2 separate regions of the Anas platyrhynchos genome follow, and region 1 is linked to region 2. Evidence: chromatin contacts called from public Hi-C data. All regions are on one chromosome and are shown on one strand. Each heading gives the region's core, a stretch centred on a gene start, on an enhancer-like site or on the middle of the called end of the contact. The rest is flanking DNA. Distances are from core to core; before and after follow the strand shown. Region 1 holds the start of MRPL17 (mitochondrial ribosomal protein L17). Region 2 holds the start of LOC113840231 (avidin-like).

What was found. A called contact is a pair of places that touch in the nucleus more often than the background predicts.
Region 1: a Hi-C map of subcutaneous adipose tissue shows a contact between it and region 2, with 3 times the contacts expected there. The contact joins the promoter of MRPL17 here to the promoter of LOC113840231 in region 2. A contact is called at or near these places in 2 of 8 Hi-C or Micro-C datasets (liver and subcutaneous adipose tissue).

Annotation. Positions count from the first base shown.
Region 1 is chrZ:10,924,539-10,927,290 of IASCAAS_PekinDuck_T2T, forward strand. It overlaps MRPL17 (mitochondrial ribosomal protein L17), which reads right to left and starts at 1,470. Exons shown (of 3, transcript XM_027446381.3): 1 at 1,221-1,470; 2 at 1,069-1,137; 3 at 334-836. The coding sequence starts at 1,394. The coding sequence ends at 564.
Region 2 is chrZ:10,795,586-10,798,285 of IASCAAS_PekinDuck_T2T, forward strand. It overlaps LOC113840231 (avidin-like), which reads left to right and starts at 1,354. Exons shown (of 4, transcript XM_027446837.2): 1 at 1,354-1,512; 2 at 1,597-1,807; 3 at 2,186-2,306; 4 at 2,393-2,535. The coding sequence starts at 1,441. The coding sequence ends at 2,438.

The DNA.
Region 1 (2,752 bases), core at 220-2,719, 130 kb after region 2:
GGCTAAGGTGTCTTACTAAGCTCAAAAGTGACAATTTATTTCTGTCCATGTTGCCAACCTAACAACACAAGTCTAATTGGTGCTGCTGCTTTTAAAACTTGTTTCAGTGGTACTATCCTAATTTGTATTCAGCTCTGCAGCAACAATACAACCAGGCTGCGTTTCCACTGTATTTGCAGCCCTGAAGGTCTGCACACTGGCTTCTAGAGGACACTTCAGTTCTATCACAGCGGAGACACTATCCCAGTGTGTAGGAACAGAAGATGTAATAAACTCAGTTTTGGGGGAAGATTAACGCATGTACAGAGCAATATAATTCAAACAGAAGCAAAGTCACTTTCTAAACAGTTTATTTACACAGCAAGTATCAACCATTAGGGCTCCCAGCTTGATTTCCTTCCCTTGCTGAGTATGAAAGCACAGGAAGGGGCAAGTAAACCTCCAGCTTGTGCTGCTGTTGTGACAATTTAAGGCTCGGAATAACCCCTGCAACCTCTTGGGACATCTTCTGCTCCAGTGTGTGTGTGTGTGTAGGGGGTGCCACTCAGGGCACAGCGTGCTGCCTACAGCGGCGTGCCCTCGGGCAGCTGGGGGGCTGCCTGCCTCCGGCTGTCCTCCCTGTAGCCCTTCAGCAGCTGGTTGAGCAGTGTCTTGTCGCTGTCGCGGCGCGGGCGGACGAGCGGCGGGTAGGGGTTCCCCTTCAGCTCGATGACTGCCATCTTGGCGCGGTCCGTGCTGTCGCGGTTGGGGATTTGCAGCAGGCGGGTGTAGCTGCCGGGGTGAGGCTGGAAGCGGGGCGCCAGCACCTTGAACAGCTTGTGGATCAGGTCCTTCTCCTGCGGGGCGGCACGGTCAGCTCTGGGACTGAGAGGGGGACAAAAGGGAGCGGGAGGGGGACACAAAAAGGGAGCGGGGAGGGCACGAAGGGGATGAGGGGCACGAGGAGGGGAAGGGGATGAAGGGAAGGGAAGGGGATGGAGGGAGGGGAAGGGGATGGAGGGAGGGGAAGGGGATGGAGGGAGGGGAAGGGGATGGAGGGAGGGGAAGGGGATGAAGGGGGGTGCCTACCGTCAGCCAGAAATTCGCCATGCGCATAGCTCGCTCGTCAGTGTCCCCCCGCTTGGCGTAGTCGATGAGCTGAGGGGAAACAGCACCCGTTATCGCCTGATAACGCCCGGTGTGTGCCCCCCTCACCCCCCATCCCCGTCCCGTCCCCTCACCCTCTCGGCGTAGCCCCGCATCTCGTCGGCTCGCGCCCAGGGCGCCTCGAGCCGCTCGTGCCGCACCAGCGCCGTCACCAGGTTGCGCAGGAGGTCGAGGCGAGCCCGCGGGCTCGGCCCCAAGCGCCGGTACAGGCGCCCGTGGGAGATGGCGGCCGCCAGCGACAGCCGCATCCCGCCCGCCTGCCCGCCCGACCCGTCGCGGCCCTCTGACGAGATGAACGCTGCGCGCCTGTAGGGGTAATGGCGTCCCTATAGGGGTGGGGGGGCTCTATGGGGCATGGCGGGAGTTGTAGTTCCGAGCACCCGCCGCCATTTTCAGTCTCCGCCTCTGAGGCAGCGCCCAGCCCAGGGGGTGGGCTCTGAGGAGGGGGGAAGAGGAGCTGGCGGGCGCCATGCTCCACCTGGCGGTGCCTGTTTCCATCACAGGGCCGAGATGGGGCTCTGGGGGTTCAAAGCCTTCACGTTTATCCCGCTTTTTCCCCGTTTCCACACACACAAACCCACCGTGTCCTGTGGCACCTCATGCCCCCTCAGCCCTGCTCGTGCCTGGCTCTATGGGCCAGCTCCAAAACAAATCCTCAACTGCAGCTTAATTCCTCCCACTTGTTTCCTCACAGCATCACAGAATCGTCTAGGTTGGAAGAGACCTCCGAGATCACTGAGTCCAACTTCTGACCTAACACTAACCAGTCCTCCACTAACCCGTATCACTAAGCTCTACATCTGAACATCTTTTAAAGACCTCCAAGGATGGTGACTCAACCACTTCCCAGGGCAAAAAACAAAACACAAACAAAAAAACCAACACACCGTGTTTTCGTACGCAAGCGAAAGGATGTGTAACAAAAGCAACTACCAACAGCATAAGAAAAAATATCTTTGTTGTTGAGAATACATCATAAAATCACAATCATTTTATACATATTTTAGTATTTCATATATAAATAAAATGGCCTGTATGGTTATTGGAATGTGTAATAGGAACAAACATATGGATTTTAACGTGAAATTAACAAATTCTTGGACCCCACCTCATCTTCCATTGCTTCTCTGGGGCTTAACATATTAACTCTGAAATACTTCTCGGAAGAACGCTCCTCAAGCTGTGATGCCAACAATAACTCCAGGGATTATTGTAATTCCATTTACAATCACTTTTCCTACCCTTTTCCTGGTTTACCCTGACCATATAGCAATTTCTATGTGTCAGTATTTCAGCTTTGCAAGAAAGACTAATCCTGTATGTACCTGGCACAGTGCTGAAAAGAACATTTTCCAAGCTTTATGACTTTGTTAAACCTATTAACAACCAGTATTTTTCCATCACTACACACTCTTGCAAATGTTTCCATTAAATATATTTCCAATATTAATAAAATAACAAACTCTTTATTATCCTTCTGCTTATAACTTGATGTCTTAACATCAAAATAATATTTCTTTCTAATAAAATTATACATAGCATTTATATGAAACAACGTTGTCATGTGCATGAGCCTAGTAATGACTAGACGTGTAGATATTTCTAC
Region 2 (2,700 bases), core at 104-2,603:
ACCAGCTCCTGCACGCGACCAGGCTAAGGTTTATTAAATCTAGGAAAAGTAATGGTAAATAGTGCTGATGCTGGAGTTTCTATTCTGCTGATCGAAACCTATCCAGGTGTAAATGAGCTGTGCCCGGGCAGCCAAAGTAAACCCAGCAGCTTAATAGGAAATCCTACCTCGAGGTGCAGCCGATTCCTAGATAAAAGCAAAGTCAACACAGCAGCGAGAATTTTTCCAAGAAAGGCACGGCTGCTGTCACAGCAGGGGCATGTGTTTGTGTGCAGCAGAGAGACCAAGGGCTGGAAAATCATTGGGAAATGAGCCACGAGAGCCTAAATCCCCAGACTGGTCCTGCTGGGAAGTGCAATGCTGGGGGAGCAGCGAGGGGTCCGCAGGCTTCTGCGGAGAGGTGGCAGCGAGGTGCCCAGCAGCACGGGCACGGGTCAGTCCTGCAGCTGAGAGAAACCAGGGCTCAGAAGTGAGGCTAAAACAAAAGGAGAACAGAGATGAATTTCTGAGCTGTTCCTTACAAGAAATGGATTTATTTTCTTTTTCTCTGTGCCTGTGGGTGATGACTGGGGAAGTAATACTTGTTTTTTAAGAGGTCACCTTGGATGTTTTTAAGGAACATATGAGAAAATCTGGCATGAACTGAGTCACGTCAGCCTCCTCGGCCGGCAACAAAAGCGGAAGTATGAAAATACATGAATAAAGCGACTTGAAAACCCCGCCATAAAAATAATATTTGTCAGCACTAGAACACGACATCCAAGATATTCGAGGAATGCTTGCTTCTCAGAATCAGCCTTTTTCCTCTAACCTGCCAACACGGCAGCAGACCTGTATGCTGGCGCACCCAGGGCGTGATGGTTTCATGCTCCTTAATGGCTTTTTCAGGGCTGGGGGGTTTTGCTTATTAAGAAATGAATAAAGACTTTATTAAAAAGGGGTTTGGGAGAGCGTGAGCCCCTGGGGCTGCACCCGGTGTTTGGCTGCAGCCGGGAGCGAGCTGCACACCGGGAAACCTCGCAGCAGCTCTGGTCCAAATTTGTTTTGGATGATGGAGCTGGGTGAGGAGGAGCGGGCTGGAGCTGTGATGCTGTCATCCCTGCGGGGGCTGGTGTAAATGCTGCTGGGCACAGCATGTGCTGCCTGGCCACAGCCCCGAGGTGGCCGAGGGTCAGCAGAAGGGAGCATCCTCCCTGAAAGGGGTTTTCCCCAGCTAAGCCTCTGTGCAGCCAGCCTCCCCGCGGGGCTCTTTGTAAAAGCCAGCAAGGAGGGACAGTTTCAACACCGGGTTTTGGGAATCCGTGCCTGCAGCTGGGAACTGCCGAGGTGGAACCGCCCCAAATTGCACAACCCAACCCTGGACAGAGCTGGCACCCCGCGGCAATAAAAAGGCGAGGGAGCCCTGCGAGGAGCACAGCCGCTCATCCACCTGCTGCAGAGATGGTGCCGACGACCTCCCTCCTGCTGCTGCTCGGCCTGGCCCTGCTGGCCCCCGGCCTCTCTGCTGAGAAGGTAAGGGGATGGGGACGGTTTGGGGATGGGTTTGGGGGCCTCTTTGCCTGCCTCCTGCCCGGTGCTGAGCGATCTCTGCCCCAGTGCGTGCTGACCGGGCTCTGGATCAACGACCTGGGCTCCAACATGACCATCGGGGCTGTGAACAACAATGGTGAGTTCACCGGCACCTACCACACGGCTGTGACGGCCACGACAAAAGAGATCAAAATATCACCGCTCAGGGGAAACCAGCACAGCAGCAACCAGAAGAGCCAGCCCACCTTCGGCTTCACCGTCAAGTGGAGCTTTTCAGGTTATTCTCCTCGCCCAGCCTCCCTGCGGTGTCCCCGGGGCTTCCCATCCCTCCTTGTGCTGCCCCCAACCCCACCGCTGATGCTGTCCTGCCCTTCCCTGCTGCATCCCTGATGATCCCTGCCTTTGGGCTCCCCGATGTCTCCCCCATCCCCTGCTGTGCCCGCAGTGGGTCCCCATCCCTGCCCCCAGAGCCACCTCCTGGTCCCAGGACCCAAAGGAGGGGCTGGGGCTGAACTCCCTGCTGTCTGCCCATCTCCATGCAGCCCCCGTCCCCTTATCCCTCCCTGCCCCAACGCCACCATCCCCGAGCGAGCTGTCCCCAGGGCCAAGGAGTCCCAGACCTGGCCACACTCCCCTCACCTGCCCTTCCCCGCAGACTCCACCACCGTCTTCACGGGCCAGTGCTTCGTGGATGAGCACGGCAAGGAGATCCTGAAGACCATGTGGCTCCTGCGGTCACACGTCAACAGCATCGATGACGACTGGAAAGCCACCAGGTGAGCCCGGGGCAAAGGTATGGGACCTGGCAGCGATGTGGTGGCCCCGTGCCTCCTGCCTGACGTCTCCTGCTCTGTCCCCACAGGGTCGGCATCAACACCTTCACCCGCCTGCGCAAGCGCTGGGAGTGAGGGTGGCCCCGTGGGGTCCCAGGCCAGTGTCGGTGCTGGGCTGCAGACCCAGCTCCTTCCTCTTCCTTTGCTCCCAATAAAGCTTTGCTGCAAAACATCCTCTGGCTCTTGTCTTCTCACCTCCCGTCTGCCAGGACATCCTCCTGTGGTGTCCCAGTGCCTCTCCCATCTCCTGTGGCCCCCATCCCACGATCACCCCGAGGTCCCCACCACCTCCAGGGGATTCAGGACGCTGCTCAGCCCCACACGAGCTGGGGATAGT